4 separate regions of the Mus musculus genome follow, and regions 1, 2 and 4 are each linked to region 3. The links are chromatin contacts, called in public HiChIP or PLAC-seq and promoter capture Hi-C maps. All regions are on one chromosome and are shown on one strand. The core of a region is the stretch at or near the end of the contact, and the rest is flanking DNA. Distances in the headings are between cores, read along the strand shown.

Region 1 (2,796 bases), core at 274-2,773, 600 kb after region 3:
CTTTCAAGGACCAATCAGATCTCCGGGGACTGGAGTTATGAATGGCTGTGAACCACGTGGGAGCTGGAATTCTCTACAAAATCACCAAGCGCTCTTAACTGCAGAGCAGTGCTCCAGCCCCTTCAGTTCATATACACAACGTCTAATGTTTAAATCGGGTTAGTCATTCTAACTCCTCAGACATATTTTTTTCTGGTTAAAAAGATTAAAACTCCTTTCTTCTAGTTTGTTTAAATGTACATTATATGGTGACGGTCTTAAGTGTGTGACAGAACCTGTTCTCATGACTTCATCTTTTAAAAAATATAATAATTTACTCTGGGCTAGAGAGACAGCTTAGCAGTTAAGAGTGCTTGCTGTTCTTCCAGCTGATCTGAGTTCAGTTCCCAGCGCTCAGGATGAGTGGCTCACATCTGCCTGTAAATAACTCCAGCTCCAAGGAATCCAACATCCACTCCAGACACCACGGGCACTGCACTCAAATGCGCGCGCCGCGCGCACACGCGCACACTCACACCTACAACAAAACGAAAAGCTTATAAAATTAATAGTAAATTAAAAACAAGTACATAAAAGCATTTTAAAGTTCAGCATGTTTTTGTTCCGTGTGGTGGCACATTTCTTCAATCTCAGCATTGAGCAGGCTGAGGTTGGTGGATCTCAGAGTTCCAAGCCAGCCTGATCTACAAAATGAAAATCAGTATAAAGAAAACTGAGGAGGGTAGGAAACGAAAGAGAGAGAAGAGATCTTTACTTTGGAGAAATAACACAGAAAAAGCAGAAGGCATGGTATACAGCTAACCTTAAGATTTTCTGGGGACTTTTCTTATTTTAGGAAAAACTCAGTATCTCCAAGTCCAAACTTAAAAAAAAAAAAGTCAAATATTTGATAGCATTTAAAAGACTCCTTGACTTACAAAACGCTCCACCACCCGGGAGCGAGGAGTGGGGGTTGTCTTTTTTTAATTAGCCATCTGCTTCTTCACACTTTACGTGTTTCTGAAAAGAAATCTCAGACTTGGGGGTTCTGTTTCATAAGTAAATGTGATTTTGAAAAAGTTATGACTCATTAAAAAAAAGCCTTGGAAAAATGGAAATGCAAATATTGTCTTAAGAAACCCGTAGTGATCGCAACGTCCACCACGTTGATTTATTTATTCTTTTTCTAGGTACAGACAGCAACCTCAGAGGCTCCCTTGGCCGCGCCCTCCTCGCGGAGGTGGGTCGCTGTCAGGTGATGTTTACGTCCGGTAGGGGTGCGTCCCGCCCTGCAGACACTCCCTCCGCCTTTGGCGTCGGCTCCCCCGCCCTAAACTTTCCGGTTTTAACCCTGGGAAAGGCCAGCCACGTCTGGCGAACACCAACCCGCCCACATTCCGCCCCTAAACAAACTTGGCCAGGGACAGCCCGGGAGGCTGGAGCCGCCTCGGTGCGCGCGCCCGGCCAGCCCCTTCGGCCGCGCGCCCGCCCCCTCGGGCGGGGACGCGCAGGGGCAAGCGCGCGGCCGCGAACTGCGGGCGCCATTTTGGATTCCCTAACTGGGCCGAAGCTTCGGGCTCGCTGCTGTCGATCGCTGCTCGCCTAGGGCGTCTCGGGCGGGCGACGAGGAGGTGCCGGGGCGAAGGACACAGACCGCGCGGGACAGAGAAGGGACGCGACGCTCTCCTCCCCACACACCGGGGCAGCCGGAGCCGCAAAGGTGGAGCCGCGTCGGCGCCCGCCGCGGGACCAGCGTCTCGGATGCGGGCGGAGCGCGGGGGGCCGCGACGGCGGGAGCTCGGAGACGGGGCCCCGGGAGGCCTCATGTGAGAGGCGCGGGAGCCGCCGCCGCCGCTGCCGCCGTCGTCCGCGCGGCCCGGGGTGCTGTGTGGGGGAAGCCGCCCCCGGCAGCAGGTACGGCGGAGGTTCGGGGCCGCAGCCCGGAGTCGGGCGGGGAGGTCGGCGGCGGCGGCCGGGGGCGCGCGCGGGGCGCGACGGGAACAACGCCCCGCCCCGCCGCGCCCGGGCCTCGGTGTCTGTCAACAAGGCGTGGCCGGCGCGGCGCGCGCTCGGTGGCCGCGCGTGGCGGGGCAGCGAGGAGGACGGGCTCCTCCGGGCTCGCCCTGGGCGGCGCGGGTGCAGGCGGCTGGAAAGCCCGGGGGCCTGGGCGGTCAGTGTGTGCGGAAGCCGGGCCGGGGAGGCGCACGGTGGAAAACTTGGTGAACTTAGGGGCAGCCGCCCGGGTCGCGTGCTGCAGACCACCACCCGGAAGCCGCCCGGGCAGGGCATCGCCGAGCCGCGTGCGAGGTGAGAGCGGGCGGCGGTTTTGTTGGTAATGGTGCCTATCCCACTTGCCCAGATGTTTGTATCTTTTGCTTACACCAAAAGGCGAATTTAAAAAAAAAATGTCCCTGTAGATGTTAAAATGTCTGTAACCCGCCCCGTGTTACCTGTGTGCCGGCTCCCGGTTGTGTCTTGTCTGTGTGTCCAGTCCCAGTTCATCTATATCCACTGTGCTCTCACCATTCTGAGAGTTAATCTTTTTCGTATTGTTCCATTCTTGTATTTCAGCCAAAGAATGTGTGTTAGGTTTCCTTCTATGAAAAACAAAACAAAAGGGCATATGCAAATGTAATGCCAGAACGGGACTTTTAAACCTAAAGTACAAATTTTTTAAAAAATATTTTTTGCATGTCCAGAATATGTAAATGTTTAAAGACAGTAAGGGAAGTTTGGCTCTTGGTTTCAGTTTAAGGAAATGTTTGATTAGCTCACTAATTCTTGGTGATGCTCAAGTTACTGGGTGTCCCTCATTAG
Region 2 (3,200 bases), core at 562-3,061, 650 kb after region 3:
GTGACGGGTAACAGTGAAGGGAAGGCTAGACCGAGGTGGGAGGAGGAAGGAAGGACATTGTGGTTTGTGGCCATCACTTGTAGAAGGTGATCAAACCAGACACAAGCCCTCACGGCAAGAGGATTAGCATCTCCTGCCACTAGCAGAGGACTTAGCGATTCCTTTAATTATCAAGCTCTTCAATCCACAGGTAATAATTTTGATTCTGTGTCCCTTCACAGGAAAATATGATTTAAAAATAGCCAACTGGAAGGGGCTTCCACCACATACCTGACTTGGAGTTCCTTAGTGAACTATTAAGTAATTTTCCTTTCCACATTTGATAATCACATTATTGCCTAACTTCCTCTCCATCTCTGACTGTAACATTGCCCATTTACAAATAATAGCTAGAAGACGTGTCAGATTGGAGAATCTGAAGGGTCTAAAGTCTCTCACGATGGACTTACTGCCAAAGTAGAGACAGAGACTAGAACCCTCATCTACAGGAAAATCTTCCACCTTCTACCCACCAGCCCTTTTTTCTCTTCTTTTCTTTTTCTTTCTGAGGCAGGGTCTTTCTGTGTGGCCCTGGCTAAACTGGACTCACTATGTAGCTCAGGCTGGCTTTGAACTTTGGACAATTCTCCTGTCTCAGCCATAGCCCTATCCTTAGAGTCTTCAGATTTATAGGTCATATAACGACTGTCATTTTCAAGAGAATGGAACATTTGTTACATTTGTAAAACTTTGACAGAAAAACCAAGAGAGCTTGCAGTAGGAGAAAGCGGGAGCCGAGCCAGCCTGGAGAGCAAACAGATATTGCTGTGGATGTTTCTGTTTAGGGCCGAGGAAGACAATGATGCTGTTTTTCCTACTGGTAAGTATTTTGACAAGCATTTTATATGCAGAAGAGGAGGGAAGGAGGGAAAAGAATGGACTCAATAATAATCAGCTGGCTTGATTTCCAAGTACCAGTTAAACATTTGATGAATAGCAGATGAGGAACAGCAGCATAGATCTCAAGGCATCGGGCTGGCACTGCTTATGTGATTTACGACAGACCACTGGGCTCCCCTGACCTGATAGTGCTGAACACGATCTGAGAGCCAAAGAACAAGCCGCCCTCCCTGACCATGGAGGGAGAGATCATAAGGGGGACAATAGCTCCACTCAGATTCCTGTGAGTCATCCTTCATCTACAAGTCAAATGTCTTGCTGGCGTGCTTGACTTTATAGGGGCACTTGTCTATCTTTTTAGTAAGCTCCTGTGACTAATGTATAGATTAAAGCGGAGTATGGAGTCATTCGTTTTATAATAAGTGTCAGGAGCCCTGGCAAGTTCCCTGTGCACTGTTCTCTAAACTGCCAAACCAGTAAATGAGGCCATCCAACTTAAAAAACCTGCCAGGGGACTACAGGGTACATGAGAGCAAATAGATAATTACAGATGTGCCCCTGTGCTCCCATCACAGATGTGCTCCTGTCCCACAGAGGACACACACAAAACCAAGAGGTGGAGGTTCAGTGAACTTACCAGGCCTAACTCTCTTGCTAGGAGGAAGCAATGGGATCATGGGCATTGTCTGTCAAATACTGATGAAAGCCAACAGATAGCTAAATCAGGCAGCTCAGAGACCATAAGCAAAGCTAAGATGTCCTTTCTGCAGCAGAGCAGATAGCTAGCAAAAGACCAACTGATTGAGAAAGGAAGAATCAAGCCAGGAAGGCAGTTTAGGCAAGCGCCATCAAGTGCTACGATACCTTGAGCATCATGTTGCTCTGGAGGGTAACTGGCTCAGGAGTGGATGGCAGGAGTAGTTGCTGGCTGGGGGCCTTTAGTGGACGTGTGCCTTTATACACAGTCACTCCCTCCAGGTCTGTCCCTTTCACTTTTGTTTCAACCATGGAATTTCCACCATTTCAACACCTCCCCAATGACCTCACTTAAACTTCCTTTGTTGTGTTGTGTAGAGCTCCCTTATAGATGTAGGGCTGATGAGAGGAGGTGTTACAGCGGCCATAATCTGATGATTCCTCACAGACATAAGAAAAACTAAGTTATAATTACAGAGGGATGGCCTGTCCCAGCTAGGGGCCATAGGTGAGAAGAGTGCACACTCTCTTTACTGGGCATCCCACTCTTGAAGACTTATCACAAGGAAATAGCAAGACTATGACAGAGGAAGAAAAGCCCCCAGATCTGGAAAGGCAAGGAGTCACTCAGAGCAGCCTTCTCACAGACAGCCCATTGTCACCAACCAACCATGAAACAGCTTCTGGGAATGATGAAAAAAACAAAAAACAAAAACCCTGACTGGTTCTTATTGGACTTAGAGCCTGCTTACCAGAAGGAAATCCATGACTGGTACTGTGAACAAAGCCACCAATCACATCATAATTTCAGAGGCGATAACCCAGAGGTAACTAACGAAGTCACTAAATGTGCCATAACCTAAAGGTTATGAATCCTAGAGGAGAGCCTACCACTGCCAGTTCCCTAAACCTAGCTGCATTCTAAATACTTACTCACGCACAGATAAGTGTAGCTCTGCCCCTCATCAACGATGCTTCTTTTTATTGTAGATGGAGACGACTACTACAACTATCTATAACGAGTAAGTGAGCATGGGTGCCCAGACCTAACTGATATACCAACAATGAAACCCCTACACCTAAGGCTCAGAGACAGTTGAGAAAGTACGTGTACATATGTGTGCACACGTGTGTGTGTGTGTGTGTGTGTGTGTGTGTGTGTGTGATAACTAAAGAAGAGGCCATGAATTTGTGAGGAATGGTGGCCAGAGTTAAAAGAAGAGAAGGAGGAGGGGTGGAAATGTTGTAAATACATAAATAAATAAATTAAAATCTCAAAAAATTAATTAAAAATATCTAAATACACACCACACAGACACATGTACACACACACACACACACACACACACACACACACACACACACATGCCAAGTACACACATTTGGCTAATCAGAGACCACCTGGTTGAGTGTAATAGAGGAGAACTCTGGAAAATCATCCTTCACAGATTATTCCTTGGAGAAGAGAGAGAGAGAGAGAGAGAGAGAGAGAGAGAGAGAGAGAGAGAGAGAGAGAGAGAGAGAGAGAAAGAAGGAGGAGGAGGAAGAGGAGGAGGAGGAGGAGGAGGAGGAGGAGGAGGAGGAGGAGGAGGAGGACTTCAGAACCAGGCACCCAGGCAGGCAGG
Region 3 (3,144 bases), core at 79-2,578:
CATCTGTGACTGTGACTCTTCACTGTCAACTCGACCAGACTAGAATCACCATGGAAACACAGGCCCTGGGCAAAGAAGGCTTTCCAGGAGTTCTTCAATTGAGGAGGAAAGAACTCTCCTGAATGTGGGTAGCACCATGCTATCGGCTGGGTTCTAGACTGCACAGAAAGAAAACATCCAGCTGAGCACCTGTATTGCCTCCCTGTGCACATGTCATGTGACCAGCCACCTGCTCCATGCCTTCCTGCCATGATGGATTGTGAGCCAAGATAAACTCCTCCTTCCTTAATTGCTTCTCAGGTGTTTTATTATAGAAAGGAGAAAACTGATATACCATAAAACTAGTAGAAGCTAAATTTGAAAAAAAAACCCACTATTTATAAAAAAGTAAATACTTTGAAATAAGCTTAATTTTAGAGCTATAGAATCTCTCAAAACAAAAGTCTATAAAACATTGCCAAGACACATTGAATAAGATTTAAATCAACAAAACCTTACTACATATTAATATGGAATGCTTAGACTGCTGCTGATTCACCCAAAAGTGTCTGGTGGACTCAATGAAAGTCCAATTTCATTTGAAATGACAGTACAGAGTAGCTTTCAAGAAGAGTCCTACTGGCTGGGCGGTGGTGGCACACGCCTTTAATCCCAGCACTTGGGAGGCAGAGGCAGGCGAATTTCTGAGTTCCGGGCCAGCCTGGTCTACAAAGTGAGTTCCAGGACAGCCAGGGAAACCCTGTCTCAAAAAAACAAAAAAAGAAAAAAAAGAAAAAAAGAAGGGTCCTACTGATGAACTATGTCCCTTACAGTCAAAATATGTAAGGGACCCACATTAAAAAGAAATAATAGCTACCAGAAGAAAATAGCAAAGATAGACATCATTTGAGTTTTATAAGTAAGAAATGAAAAAGTCAGGAAGGTTATGATGCCTGGATTTCATAAAACCCGAGGTCCAGTCTGACGACACAGTCCTTTGTTGATGAAGTTTTCTCCCCAGCCTCTGCAGAATCCTAAGCCCTAAACCTGAAATGGGAACATCTGAGTTACTGTGAGGAGACACCATGACCATGGCACTCTCAAAGGAGAAAGCAATTAACTGGGGGCTTGCTTACAGTTTGAGAGGCTTGACATGACAGGAGCAGGGCGGCATACAGGCAGGTGCTGGGGCTGGAGCTGGGGACCATAGCCACAAGAACAAAGGGAGTGAGACTGGTCTGGTGTGGGCTTTGAGTTTCCTCTAACAAGGCCCACCCCCAGTGATGCACTTCCTCCAACAAGGCCCACCCCCAATGACGCACTTCCTCCGACAAGGCTGTTTCTCCTCCTCCTTTCTAATGCTATCGACCAATCCTGATGCTCCCTGTTGACCAAGCATCCAAATGTAGAGCTATGGGGGCCATTCCCATCCAAACCGCAGAGTGACCGACCTAATGCACAGTAATGCCTCTTGTTTGTTCTGCTTTCCTGTACGTGACTTTTCTATCTTAATTCTTTATGTATTTTAAATAGAATCCCGCCTATAGAGAATCCCCCCCATCCATCCCTTGTTTTTTGCTTTGTTAAGCATGGACCCAGAGATATTTATATGGCACTATCAATTATAATCTATTATTATTTACTCTGCAGTTCAGATGGTCTCAGCTCTGGCCACAGGCCATTTCCTTCCAACATGCTCGCATTAGTTTTTTAGTATTTCAAAGCTAGAAATCCAAAATCATGAACACTCCTTCCTATTTTGTGTTGTGTTAATTATTATGGCACTCAAAGACTATTGTCCACACACAAAGTTACAATCAACACATTCCTTATCGTCCTATATTTGCTAAAGACGAAACATTTTTCTATTGCTTCATACTTACACTGTTAGTCTTCATTTACTCAGACCTAGAATGTATATTTTTCCTCAGGTAAAATTCTTCATAATTAGCCTGCTGTCTAAAAATAACTGACATCAGTCAGTGAACAGGCCTCTCTGTTTTGCATCATTAGTAAATTCGTGAATCAGCTTTGCCTTCATTAGACACCCTACTAATTTAACTATTTAATGGATATAGATTCATTCATGAACTCATGTTTATTTCACTCATTCATTCACAACGAACCAAGGTCCAAGTCCAGAGCTCACAGCCTGGTAAAAATCAGTAAACCATGACACAGGCTGAGTGCTCTATCTAAAATGCTGGGAAACAAGCCTTAGACTAACATTTGGGATGTTTTCAAACTTGAGAAATTATCAATCTATTGTCTATCATCTACATCTATCTATCCAACTATCCATCTATCTTCTATATTCTATCTATATATCTTCTACTATACACACACACATATATATTTCTACCATCTGTCAATCAATCAATCAATCATGTGGGTGTGTTGACTGAATGTATGTCTGTGTATGCCTAGTGTCCAGAGTCCAAAGGACGGCATCATATCCCCTAGAACTAGAGTTACAAAAGGTTGTGAGCTATGATGTGGCCTAGGAACCAAATTGGAGTCCTCTGAAAGAGCAGCCAGTTCATCACTTAGCCATCTCTCCAGCCCCGCATGTTGTAGAACATTTGCATATACATAGACATATCTTTCATGTTAGTGGTTTGACCATAAAATGTCACCAAGAAGGATCCTGTGTTGAAGCCTCAGCTCCTAGCTGGTGGCCTTTTTCTGAGAGGTACTGGAAACAATAGGAGATGGGGCCTACTGGGATAGAGCAGGTCATTGGTCATATCCCAGGAAGACATACCTTGTCCCTAAGCCCTTCCTATGTCTCTTTTGGCTACTGGGCAGTCAACAATTTCCTCATCTACCTGTTCCCACAGAATGACATCTGCTATGCCTCAGACCGAGAGCAATCCAGTCAGTCATGGGCTGACACATGCATCACTGAACCAAAATGGACTTTTCTTCCCTTTAGGTGGCTTCTCTTGGTTATGTGTCATAGTGATCAAAAACCTAACAAAACACTGGAAGCTGGGTGGCTGCTCTGACCCTATGACCTTGTGGTTCCTAAGCCTCTGCTACTGGTTTGCAAGGAGGAATTTGTGAATTTGGAAGATGTTTATAGAAGCAGGCAAACAAAACAACAACAACAAAAAATTTGCATTTAATGACTCTCATAGTAGAAGGCCAGAGCTCCAGTTAGAC
Region 4 (3,007 bases), core at 198-2,697, 630 kb after region 3:
GATCTGTCTTCGGACGGAAAGAGAAGCGCCTGGTGAGAAAGAGAACCATCCTCAGAATTGCTCTTCTAACAATCTTAACACGGGGACAAAACCTGATCTAACTTACAGCTATATACCAGTTGTCAGGTGGGAATGTCAATCGGGGCTTCTTTAGAGTCAAAAGACCAGTCAGCCTCCGTCTCCTGGTATTAGATAAAATACTTTGAGATTTACAATCTCTTTCTTGTTTTATTGGGTATTTAAGGTTTTTTTTTTCTTGTGAATATTTTCATGAAAACCAACCTCAACCCTAAACTTTTTTTTCTCTCATATATATTTAGAAGAACCAATTCATGAACAGAACACATGAATATTTAAGTTTGGCAACTGCTGGTTTTCACCAGAAATGCGAGGGCTACTATCATTTCCTGTTTTCTGTCCAGGGTATGTGAGCATGAAGATTCTGAGTTAAATTCCCTAAGACCGCACAGAGGATGAGCAAATGGGACCAGATTTGGTCTGCAGCCTTCAGAACTAAGAACTCCTTAGAGGAACATGCATCATGCCATGAACCCCCCCGCCCCTCATTCTGTTATGCAAAACATATGCTTTCAAAAGCTGCATCTCTTTCCACTTCACTATGCCCACGCCAGCCACCACTCCACCCACCCCTGTCCCCCGCAACCCCGAAGACCGAGCGCTTCTTGTTTCGCAATTCCCCACAGGCTGTCAAAACTTAGCTAAGTCAAAGACTGCGATCACCTCCTCAGGTCCGGAGCCCTACCTACCCTCCAGGTTGAAGTGGACCAACAAGGTGATCCTGACTAGCCTAGGGAGGAAATTCCCCGGGTCAGTCAGCTAAATTCCCCATTTAGCTCAGTAAGGACACAGGGGAGCAAGCAGGCTCCCTGTAAATTCTCCCCAAATGTTATGCAATGGCAGCTAACGATAAGGCATGAAATAATTGCAGTGTTTAAAACATTTTAACCTGCTCTCCAAGTCAGTAGCACCTAAAAGTCACTCCGTGCAGTGATGTCACTCTCCATTCCTCCCAGGACTCTGAACTGCCCAGAACCGGTGAGGATCCCCGAGTTGCCAACTATTTAGGAACTATGCTCTTAGTGTCGCCCGCCCTGTGCCCTGCGTCCCCGGGCGCGCTAAGGTATCGGATCCGCCCTCTCCAAGTCCCCTCCCCGCCCCGCTCCGTCTCACTCACTTGTAGGGCACCGGCCAGCGTTGCCCAGACGTCGGGGACGCGCCCAGAATCGTCGCCAGCCCGAGCAGCGCCAGCGCGAGCGCCGGGCGCCAGTGCGCTCCACATGGCCCCCCGCGCAGCATCCGCGGCTCCCTGAGATCCCGGAGGCTCCGGGGCCCCGGCGTCGGCCTTGCGTGCGCGCCGCCGCGAGGAGCCAGCCAAGCACCAGCGCCGGCTTGGCCGTGTGACCTCCGGGCGCGTGACGCCTCCCCTGTCCCGGCCGGGGCGGGGCGCCTCTGTTCCAGCGCGCGTGCGCTGGACGCTAAAAAGCCCTGTCCTCCCGGAAGGGTGAGACTGGTACTGCAAAACTCACTCCAGCCTGGTGGATGTGTGCTATGCCTCTAGCGCAAAGGTGCTTTCTGCCCTCCCCGCAGCCATCACCAGCCAAACCGTAACAACAATAAAACACTTATGAACTTTCTTGACCCACATGGCCCAGGCCAGTCTCCAACACAAATCTTCTGCTTGGAGACACTGGGTGCTCAGCGGAATTAAAAAATGAGGACATTACAGGAAATGATTGCCCTCTCCTGGCCTCTCTGAGAATGTTGCAAAGATCAGCAATGACAATATGCTTTCCGTGCTGCCATCGGCATCACCAGACTTGGACTGCTCTGCTCCGGTTCTGTCCTCTGCCACACTTAGTATTATCCGTGACTCTTCAAAGCTTAAGACCGACCAATAGAGCTAGGTTTAATCCATTTATCCTCCGGTCCTCCTTTGTCCAGTAAGTGTAAGATTGCTAAGAGCATCACGCCATACGGAATCAGGCTGTTCAGGCCACTGCACTGAGTGATGGCAACCAAGATCACTCACGTACGCTGGAGATGAGACTGGAACAGGCAGTATTTTGGAGATCTCCTAGCAAACCCACTATGTGTATGCACATAGGAGCTGCATGAGGTCTGAACTACAAAGCGAACACGGGATCCTTTTTGCTTGCCAACTCTGAAGCTCAAGAAGAGATAGAAATGTCAGATCCAGAAACCCTTTATCAAAAGTTTTGGACCTATCTGGGTTGTAGTGTGAGGCTGATATTCTCAGAGATTCCTCTGCCAAAGGTTCTAGCTGTTTCGTCCTTGCTGATGTATTTTCCAAAAGGAAAAAAAAAAAAATTAAGTCTGTAAATTTTAGGAGACAAAGTTTCTCAGGGAATGAAAAAAACAGGGTGTCATCATGATACTTTAACGTGTCCTAGCAGGTGATGGCTGGCTTTCTCTTTTTGACTTCAGGATGATAACTAGCCAGGCAAACGTGTTAAGTTCAAGCTCATCTTTGCTTTCTTATTTATAACTCTGTGAACTAAATAAATCACTATTCTGAGAAGGGTTTCCAGGTTGCTAAAGGTTCTGTCAAACACGACATGCTTTTTTGCTTCGGACACACCAATTTTCTAACCACATTTTAATGAAAGAGTAATGATATTTTAACTAGGTTTGTAGGCCTTAGATATACTCACCTGCTTTATAGGTGCTTAACTGCCCTAAACAAATACATCAACTGTATTGTAGCCTCTAATTTCAGATTTTTCTTAACAGTTTTTCTTGCCTATCACAGCATAATGTCAAAGATGCTACAATAGGTCAAAGGTGAGTTTAAAGGTTCAATTTAGGGTTGAATTTAGTAAAGTTAGAAATTGTAATAGTCACTCATGAGGAGAATCGATGGGGGCATCTGTTTTATTTTTTAATTATGTATGTATGTATGTATGTATGTATGTATGTATGTATATATGTATTATTTATGTAGCTGTCTTCAGACACACGAGAAGAG

What was found. Promoter capture Hi-C pulls out the DNA fragments that hold promoters and counts their contacts. HiChIP or PLAC-seq counts read pairs in DNA pulled down with a chosen protein or histone mark.
Region 1: an H3K27ac HiChIP or PLAC-seq map of embryonic stem cells shows a contact between it and region 3, with 2.9 times the contacts expected there. The contact joins the promoter of Fbxl3 here to the promoter of Slain1os in region 3. A contact is called at or near these places in 2 of 39 promoter capture datasets (second pharyngeal arch cranial neural crest and stem cell-derived epiblast-like cells), 4 of 115 datasets of contacts at active chromatin or transcription factors (embryonic stem cells, large pre-B cells, memory CD8 T cells and 1 more) and 1 of 9 other capture datasets (liver).
Region 2: a contact with region 3 is called in a promoter capture Hi-C map of pre-B cells. The contact joins the promoter of Acod1 here to the promoter of Slain1os in region 3. A contact is called at or near these places in 6 of 39 promoter capture datasets (the 3T3-L1 cell line, the C10 cell line, hematopoietic stem and progenitor cells and 3 more), 1 of 15 datasets of contacts at CTCF or cohesin (embryonic stem cells), 2 of 484 Hi-C or Micro-C datasets (embryonic stem cells and pre-B cells), 1 of 115 datasets of contacts at active chromatin or transcription factors (microglia) and 1 of 9 other capture datasets (embryonic stem cells).
Region 4: a promoter capture Hi-C map of neutrophils shows a contact between it and region 3, with 5 times the contacts expected there. The contact joins the promoter of Cln5 here to the promoter of Slain1os in region 3. A contact is called at or near these places in 12 of 39 promoter capture datasets (the 3T3-L1 cell line, the C10 cell line, embryonic stem cells and 8 more), 2 of 15 datasets of contacts at CTCF or cohesin (embryonic stem cells and pro-B cells), 9 of 484 Hi-C or Micro-C datasets (the 63-12 cell line, the Ba/F3 cell line, the N1E-115 cell line and 6 more), 7 of 115 datasets of contacts at active chromatin or transcription factors (the 230-238 cell line, astrocytes, differentiating embryonic stem cells and 3 more) and 1 of 9 other capture datasets (embryonic stem cells).

What each region holds. Positions count from the first base shown.
Region 1 is chr14:103,098,259-103,101,054 of GRCm38.p6, reverse strand. Fbxl3 (F-box and leucine-rich repeat protein 3) reads left to right here and starts at 1,523. Exons shown (of 5, transcript NM_015822.3): 1 at 1,523-1,893.
Region 2 is chr14:103,045,623-103,048,822 of GRCm38.p6, reverse strand. It overlaps Acod1 (aconitate decarboxylase 1), which reads right to left and starts at 1,811. Exons shown (of 5, transcript NM_008392.1): 1 at 1,744-1,811. The coding sequence starts at 1,755. It overlaps Gm41235 (predicted gene, 41235), which reads left to right and starts at 83. Exons shown (of 4, transcript NR_168885.1): 1 at 83-190; 2 at 737-859; 3 at 2,566-2,597.
Region 3 is chr14:103,697,616-103,700,759 of GRCm38.p6, reverse strand. It overlaps Slain1os (SLAIN motif family, member 1, opposite strand), which reads left to right and starts at 1,328. Exons shown (of 3, transcript NR_045148.1): 1 at 1,328-1,469. The region is part of intron 5 of Slain1 (SLAIN motif family, member 1); the gene reads right to left.
Region 4 is chr14:103,068,656-103,071,662 of GRCm38.p6, reverse strand. Cln5 (ceroid-lipofuscinosis, neuronal 5) reads right to left here and starts at 1,447. Exons shown (of 4, transcript NM_001033242.1): 1 at 1,196-1,447; 2 at 1-29. The coding sequence starts at 1,317.